3 separate regions of the Oryzias latipes genome follow, and all the other regions are linked to region 2. Evidence: chromatin contacts called from public Hi-C data. All regions are on one chromosome and are shown on one strand. Each heading gives the region's core, a stretch centred on a gene start, on an enhancer-like site or on the middle of the called end of the contact. The rest is flanking DNA. Distances are from core to core; before and after follow the strand shown.

Region 1 (2,856 bases), core at 238-2,737, 140 kb before region 2:
GAGTTTTTATGAAATCTGGCTCCTAATGACCTTCAGATGATCAGCAGAATATTTCTGTGTGATCGGGTTTTTAAGAGAGCGGTTCCGTGTGCAGAAGAACCAAACATGAGTATTCAATGAGGTTCTGCTCCTGGTTCTGGGTGCACCATACGGTGGTCTGTGCAATCGTCTGGTCCGGTTCCCGGGGGTTTAGTCAGCTGTTGGCACATGCAGGCCTGCAAGCCATGTGGCAGCTGCATACATGCATGCATGCATGCATGCAGCTCCATGCATGCATGCATGCATGCAGCTCCATGCATGCATGCATGCAGCTGCATACAGTTATGTGGGGTGAACTTCGTCACAAGCAGAACCGGGATCCTGCATCCTCTGAGGAGGATGTCAGAACTTCCAGACCCAAACTCTGGACATGCTTTCCTCCTCTGAGGGAGCTGTCAGCTCACAAATCAATGAACCAATCATCTTAATCAATCAATGAGCGTGCACGCGCCTCACACACTCACCTTCTTCATGATGCCCGTCTTCCTCTTGCTGAAGGTCGTGTACCTCCGTAACTTGTTGTCTATAAACTCCATCTTAATCTTCACGCGCCCCCGGGTCTTCTTCCCGGGCTTTGCCCCGGCGACTCCCCCGGACACCATGCCGTAATCTCCGGGGGTGACTCCCGCCTCCTGCCCCGCCGCCGCAGCCTCCATCATCTCCCCCCTCTCCCGCTTCACCCCTCTCCTGCTGTCCCCGAGTGACCCCACCGGGTCGTCGTCGTCCCCGGACTCAGAGTCGTTGTCGGAGCCGCTGCACACCCGCTCCGGGTCGAACCGGGCCCCCATGGGCAGCACGACGCCCGCGTTCAGCCCCACCATGTGTCCCGGTACGGCAGCCTGCAGGGGGTTCCCTCCGGTCCCGTTTCCCGGTCTCGCGGCCCTCGAGCCGCCTGGACCGTTGGCTCCGAGCATCCCAACCGCGTCCCTGTCCCCGGCGTGTCGCCCCGCAGCGCCCGCGCCGTCGCTTAGCCCCGGTCGGACCAGGACGGGGCGAATCCCGCCGCCGACAACCCCCGAACTGTGACCGGTGCTGCCCTTGCCGGACGCGGACCCGTTTCCAGATGGTACCGATCCAGCCTGGCTGGGTAACATTATATTTAGGTGACCGACCGAGTCCCGAGACACCAGCTGGAGAAGCTGGAGCGTGGCGTTGCGTGAGTGCCTCCTGATATATACCGCACGCGCCGGGGCCACGCAATGTAAACAAAGCGCTCAGTTGATTTGGACGCTACGAGACATTAGTGACCCAGACTTTGAGAGTGACGCTGCCCCCGGACCCGCGAACCCGGCTCCGTTCGGTCCACACTCCTCCTCTATTTCCAAAACTCTCCGTACTTTCTCAAAAAGGAAAGCGCGAACAGCTCCGTCGATATGACTCCGCTGCGTCACATAGTTCGCCGTGTGAGCAAAAAAAAAAAGGCCGAATATAACACCCTATGTACTCACGCGAAAACGTGAAGGCGTCGCTTTATTTACATTATTTAGTTTACGTGGATCAGAAATGCATAAAATGATCCCGCATTTTAAAAAGTTATCGCCACGGCGGAGTGATACGAGAGCCAGGGAACTACTTTCCTCCTTATAAAGAGATACAACGTTTCCTTATATGGTGCTGTCTCTCCTTATTTGGTGAGTCACAACGTCGCCTGCTGATTGGTTGAAGATTATCTGACTAAAGCAGTGATTGGACGATAATAGAAGCTCATTTGAATAAATACCAAAATGGTTGCAGTGATGTCAACGTCACAGTCAACGCTCATGTCGCCGAAAAGCGCAACAAAAACACAAAGTTTTCCGTTACAGATTATTTGAGTTTTTTGTTACGCAGTTTGTAATTCAAACATTTGTCCCCATCAACACAAATGTAGAAAAAAAAACATTACAAGCCAACAATAAAATAACGTGAAAAACAAAAAGTACAACAAAAAGCGCGTGGTGATTTATTTCAGTCTGCTCGGGCCTCAAACTCACCTGTTGGTCTACCTTTATTATGACGGCTGGACCAATGAGCTGAGGTCACCAAACTGAGTCTAAAGGTCACGGATGGAAAAGAGCTTCAAGGTCAAAACTGGTCCAAAACCATATTCCTCTTATTCTAAAGGTTCCTGTTAAAAAAAAAAAAAAAAAAAACTTTATTAAATCAGCCAAATCTGGAGCAGCTACAGCCCAACACCACCCAACCTAAAGAACCCCCCCCCCCCCCCCAAAAAAATGTGGCTTTTTTCTAATTGACATTTCATTTCTTTGTTCAAATCGCTGTGAATCAGGAGCAGAAGAAAAGATGCTGTTTGAAAAGGATTCATAAATATGCTGGGTGGTCACAAGCTGGTCTAGGCTTTCAGAACAGTGATGGGAAAGGGGGCGGGGTGGCTCCACATTAACAGCCTCGGTGGAAGACGACACAGATTTGTTTTAGGCTAAAAACGGCATCATCACTTTTAAAAGGCCACTAGGAAGACTTTGAAAATAGGGCAGAAGATGATGAGCAGAACTTCAAAGATTTCAAAAATGGAATTTAGAAAAAGTAAAGTTATGTTCCATCAAAAAAAAAAAAAGACAAATCTGAGCTCAAACTAAGAAATTAAAGGATAAATCCATCGTCATCATCACGGTGTGCATATATGTATATATGTCAGGTTAAACTTGTCATGGAAGTCAACAGGAAACTACATTAGTTTAAACATGAGCATAAAGAACTTTCTTTTTAAAAATAGGTTTAAAAAGTTTAAAAACAAGATCAAAACGGGCCCAAGAGCTACTAGTTTCCCTCAACGATGGATGGATTTAGAAATAATCAAGAATGACTGAAAACTTA
Region 2 (2,882 bases), core at 327-2,826:
AGTTTTGAAACGATGATTTACAGTTATCTAGTGTAATCTGCAGTGTGGGAAAGTAGATATGATTAGTGCAAAATGCATGACTGCACTGGCGTGATCTTTGTCCATAAAACCTTTAGGACACAGTCACTTAAAAAAAGCATTTTTCCCCTGTTGCTTCCAAATGTGCCATTTTTCCACAACAGGACAGTTTTCACATATGGATTTCAAAGCTCAGCATGTCTGCAAGTTAATCGAGCACGTCATCTTCCAGTTATGCAGATGCAAAAGCAACAGCGTGCAAACAAGCGCACATGCACGCTCACAGCAAAGGAAACCCTCCCCTCACAAGCCAACTTCTGTTCCAATGAGTGAAGCAGATCTGGGTCAAAGCTGATTAATGCGCCTGCAGCCCCCCCAGAGGTTTTTTGGTCAGGTGGCAAAACTGCACACTTACTTGTGAAACAAAAAAACCTGCAAAGTAAAGCAGTGACGACAAAACGTGTCAACAAAACAAAACTGATGAACAGCCTGAGGGTGAGAACCTTTGCAACCACAAAACGACCAAAATGTAATTTCTATTTTCCCCTTTTGGTTGTGTTTCTGCTGATGCTTTGACACAAACATGAAAACAAACAAACAACCACAGAGTTGTGTTGATGTACAGGGCCAGCCAGCTGCTCGCTGCAGCCAGGACGAAAAGGATGCCAATTATGCCGCCGGCATCCATGTCCCTGTATTTATAGACCCGTTATGTAGCTATTAGGTGGCGGGCGCTCCGTAAATCTCAGCGGGCGCGTGGCCGCAGGAGCACGCGGCTCGCGCAGCCTGCGCGCGGACGACCGCCGCAGTTCCGACGGAACTTTTGTTTGCTAGTTCATCTAACGGTCTCTAAACAAATTGATTACACCCCATGTTTACACTAACACTCCAGGCACTTCAACTGCTTCTGTGAAATTAAGGCGTCGTCATGTTGCCAAACTTCAAAAGCACTAAATATATACATTTATTGCGATTAAATAAAAAAAGATTAAAGTATATTTCAAAACGAGACGTTAAGCGCCCGTCCTATTTGCTAGGTAGCATTAGCATTAGCCACCTTGCTAGCTAGCTTGCCAGTTAGCCAATCCGACAGTGTTTAGGATGTGTTGCGGTGGGCGTTTTTTTTTTGCCGTTATTTTTATTTATATCTGTTTCCTTCTCTCCAAACCCTGCAGGTGATGTGTGCTCTGTTGGGACAATGAGGAGTTTTACCTCGGAACGCAGCTGGGGGATGAGCGATCAATCTCCCAGGTTGCAAAGAGGTTCATGGGTACAGGCATGCTGCCCGAGCCGGAGCCCATGACCACAGCCCCGGCTAGCGCTCCTGTCGGGAGGGTGGTCGGTGAGGGTCCACCGCCGCTGCCCGGGTTCAGGAAAGCGGCCCGCACGCCTCCTCTCTCCACAGCCGCCGCCATCATTACCGCTACTGCCTGGGAGCAGTTCTAGTAAAGGGTCGGACAAACGCGGGAGCCGCTAAGCCCTGTACCGCCTGCTCCTGTTCGTTCGGTCTCCCAGCTTCCCTTCATCGACTGTGGATGGTGATGGGCGGGGCGGGGCCTGTCACTGAGAAAGGGAGCAGCGGGGCGGGGCCTGTCACACGGAATGGGAGCAACGGGGCGGGGCATACCACTGAGAAAGGAACTAGCCGGGCGGGGCCTATGGCTCAGAAAGGGAGCAGCGGGGCGGGGCGTCCAGTGAGCAGCAGGCCCCTAAAGATGCATCTCACCACACCTTAAAGGCTTAAAGCCATTTAACATAAACATGTATTCAATTTTTTTTAGCTTTATTTAAAATTAATATTTCTGATGTGAAAAGTAGCGAGGGCAGGGCATCCCTGCATCACCACACTTTGCATTACATAGGGGGTGCAACAATTCATTTTCCCCACAATTCGGTTCAAACCTTGATTTTTGGGTCTCGGTTTTGTTTCGTTTTGACATGTGTTTTTTTTCATTACAAAGGAAAAGCAAAAAAATAAATAAATAAATAAATTCAAGAAAACATTTTAAATGAGCTAATAAGCAAGTAAGAATCAGGACGACCTTTCAGTTTGCTTGGTGGCTTGGTGTAATGTAATAAAACAATAAACAAAAAATCCTTCTTACGTGTTCTTATGAGTTTGACACCTTCAGTGTAAACATACTGGTATGCAATAGCAAAGATTCACTTTCCCCACGATTCAATTCAATGGAGTAAAAATACGGTTTAGTTTTAAGACCAAATTCCAGAAATGACCCAACCATCACACCAGGGCAGGCGTCTGCAACCTTCAACACTGAAGCCGGCTTCTCATGAACCAAAACTTTTTAAGAGCCGCAAGATCGTCCTGCAGAAAAATACAACACGTCTTTGTATTATTGTTATATATTCAATCAATCAATTTGTTTATATATATATATATATATGTGTGTGTGTGTGTGTGTGTGTGTGTGTGTATATATAGATATGACTGAACTTTTGCTTTTTGGGGGATGAATAAAAACTTGGCAGTATAAATACAAGACACCATTTTAATCTCATTTTAGGCAGATATGAGCTAAATAAGTCTACTTTGGGGCATGGTTCATCATCCTTTTTCCCTTTTTATTCATTTTAATCCAAATCTGAATATGATTTTTTTGTTTTAGACCCAATGTAAAAAGTATATGAAGGCCGTACAAATACTTGTTTTTCTGTTTTCTCCTTGGACAGAAACCAAACATTTGTTTTGCTTCAAATGGACGCTAACAATACAGTGAGCTGAAAGAAGATCAACTTTTTACTAATATTTTACTCAGTAATTAAAATGTGTGCATTCTGGAGGAACGGTAGATCCCACTGGGCCTCTTGATCGTGATTTCAACAGCAATATATGAAACAAAAAC
Region 3 (2,975 bases), core at 378-2,877, 210 kb after region 2:
ATGTCGTAGATTGTGTCTCCCTGCAGCAGGTCAAGCTGGGAAAGGCGGAGCTCGTGTTAGACGCCGTTTCACCACAACCTGCTGGGATCTGGTTCCGACTCTCACCATGGAGAAACCCAGATGTTCGTCCACGTTCTCCGACACGCACACCAGCCGGCCTTCAGCGGTCGTGACCAAGATGAAGCCAGGCAGCGCCGCCAAAAAGGCCTCACACGGCAGGGAGCAGTGCGCCTCCCCCCCAGAGGGGAGCCCTTCAAGATCAATTCAGGCTCCTTGAGTTTGTTGGACAAATGGACTCTGAATAAATACGCATGACTAAGAGGTGAAAGCTTACCCTGGAAGAGACCAGACTTCCTGATGTAGGTACAGATGGCAGCCATGGAGTGAAGGTAGGACAGACGCTCCTGGTCCTCCTGGGAAATGGGGAGCAGAGCGCGCATATTCCTGATCTCATGGTTGATGTGGTCTCGCCGGGCTTTGGACGCTCCCTTGGTGGATCTGTGGGACACCATGGTCACTCGGGTGAGAGGTGGGGTAAACGGAGACGACAAACAAGTCAACAGCCCGGCTGGTTTTCAGAAATCTGATCCAAATCCATCTTCTTCCTTTAGATCCAAAGAAATGAGGACAAGGGATGACTTAATTGGGCTGAACTGATGCGGGGGTTGCTATGGAAACGGCCGATAGGAGAGTCAGCAGCAGCTTCGTCTGGGCCTCTCGCCTGCGTGGTCAGTGTCTGTCTGGCTCCATCCTCAGAAAGCCCGGGCTTTTTATAGCCGCCGCTTCAGCGTGGGCGTCACACACAGAGGGAGGCGGGGCTTCTGAGACCGGGTCCCACGTCACACAGTGAGGATGAGGTCGGCTCATCAGCTCCTCATCCCGTGTTTACAAAAACTCAGCCGCGGACTCCCAGAGGAGCAGAGAGGAGGAGCATCCCTCACCTGAGCTTCCTGCAGGGCGCGCGCCGCTCCTCCCGCCGCAGGTGGGACGTGCACGGAGCCCTGGCGTGACATGTGCACGAGCTGCACCACAGAGGCAGGCTGGGACCTGGCGGCGGGAAAAACCATGCATCATCCAAAGTAAACCAGTCAGACTGCTGCATAAATGAGTTGAGCGCGTGACCTCATGGACCTACCAGCGCGCGCGCGCTCCTCCTCATGTAGCCCCAAAGCCGACAGACAGCGGCGGCCACGCGGGGCAGAGAAAAGCCCCCAGGAGGGCAGTGCGACCCGTATCCAAAGCGTCCCCTTCGGATTTAGTGGAAACGCGCTATAAATAACCCGGGTTACATCGGAGTTTCAGTCCACAGGGTCTCAAATTAAAAACTACATTTCTGGCCTCAGATCCTAAATAAATGCAGAAACTCCACAGCTTTCATCCCTCCATAAACTGACGGACAAGTTGAAGATCTGAATTTCAATAGTAATAATCAATTCTTGATTGATTCAAAACTTTAAAAAACTTACAGGTTTTATGTCATTAAGTTTATTCCTGCCTTTCCATGACAGGTCCGCCTTCTTAACATAGACACAGGTGTGTTTGACACATCCCATGCATGGATGTGTCAAAACATTTCAAAGTTCGGTCTGGGTTTCCTTCTCCATTCATCTTTTTGACCCTTTAGGCCCGGATCAGGACCAGACTATTCTCAGCTCTCCTCAGTCCAAACAAATCCCCCAGAACTCTCGGATCCTCAGGTTCTGCTCTTTCCACACTTGTTGAAACTCAACAAAAAACAAAGAGAATTTTGGATATGCTCACTTGACTTTTGATCATTTTTGTTTTTGCATGTGGAGCAGTGGTTAGCACTCTCAGGCCCTGGTTCAAATCCAGACTAGGTAACCTTCTGTGTGCAGTTTGCAGGTTCTCCCGGCCTGTGTGGGTTTTGTCCAGGCGCTCCGGCGTCCTCCCACAGTCCAAAGACATGCTTCACCTGGGTAATTGGTTTTTCTAAGCTGTCCCCATAGGTGTGCATGTGGGAGTGACATGTACCCCATGTACCCTGGGACCCTGAAAGGGGGTAAAGGATGGAGTTTTAGGACATTTTATTGTTTTAACATATACCTTTATGTCAAGCACTTTGGTTCTAAATGTGTTATTGAACGGTGCTCTACAAATAAAGGGATGATGGGGGAAAAAAAGCTGCACAGAAAGTAAAGCAAGAGACAAACCTCTAAATCTTTCCAGTATTTTAAATATATTTTCTGTCTGATCTTAAAGGACTGATGGAGCAGAGACGGTCTGCAGCATTCCTCATGCGGCAGGAAATGCATGCCAACAGTCCTGAATGAGGATTCCTGCTTCCCTCCAGATATCCTCTAGTGATGCAAGAAGTGTTGCATAAATGAACACGGACCGACGATCAGAAAGATCTTTGCTTTTTGAAGCGGCAGCTCAGAGGACACTGATGCTTCACGGGTCTGATCTGCTGCACAGGAGTCCGAGTCCCTGGGGGGTCGGATGAGGGCAGAAGCATTAGTTTAAAAAGAAATTTTCAAAAGAGAATTTTTGAATTTTTCAAAGTGCTAATGTAGACATTTTGTTGCTCTCAAAAAAACAATTCTTTAGATTTATTTAAAAGCGTTGCATCAAGCGGTTGCATGCAACCACAACGAGCAATTGCTCCAAAGCAAATCCCATGAGGATAAATAGTCTTAGTTCACAGTAAGAACAGAATGTTGGCCGTTCGTTAAGAACTGAGGGAGTGTTATGATTTATTTATTATAGGCCCAATATTTTATCCAGGAAACCTGGTACTTTATTTTGAAAAACACGATATTGATGCATTTTTATGTCTTTATCACAAAAGAAACTCTGTAAAATCAACGACAAACTGTTGATGTTTGTTTTCTTTCTACTGTCAGGCCTAAACAGTGGGGTCCTTAATGATTTCAGATTCAAAGGCAACCATTAAACACAATCCCACTTTAGACTTCAGTTATTGACTTTTTTTTTTGGATTTCCGAGCAGCTTTG

What was found. A called contact is a pair of places that touch in the nucleus more often than the background predicts.
Region 1: a Hi-C map of gastrula embryo shows a contact between it and region 2, with 1.6 times the contacts expected there. The contact joins the promoter of srf here to the promoter of LOC101172103 in region 2. A contact is called at or near these places in 3 of 5 Hi-C or Micro-C datasets (embryo and gastrula embryo).
Region 3: a Hi-C map of gastrula embryo shows a contact between it and region 2, with 2.2 times the contacts expected there. The contact joins the promoter of LOC101171356 here to the promoter of LOC101172103 in region 2. A contact is called at or near these places in 3 of 5 Hi-C or Micro-C datasets (embryo and gastrula embryo).

What each region holds. Positions count from the first base shown.
Region 1 is chr15:29,042,361-29,045,216 of ASM223467v1, reverse strand. It overlaps srf (serum response factor), which reads right to left and starts at 1,487. Exons shown (of 8, transcript XM_011484747.3): 1 at 504-1,487. The coding sequence starts at 1,133.
Region 2 is chr15:28,905,105-28,907,986 of ASM223467v1, reverse strand. It overlaps LOC101172103 (phosphofurin acidic cluster sorting protein 2-like), which reads right to left and starts at 1,576. Exons shown (of 24, transcript XM_023962982.1): 1 at 1,231-1,576. The coding sequence starts at 1,436.
Region 3 is chr15:28,699,823-28,702,797 of ASM223467v1, reverse strand. It overlaps LOC101171356 (neuronal PAS domain-containing protein 4-like), which reads right to left and starts at 1,627. Exons shown (of 8, transcript XM_011484724.3): 1 at 335-1,627; 2 at 106-251; 3 at 1-35. The coding sequence starts at 512.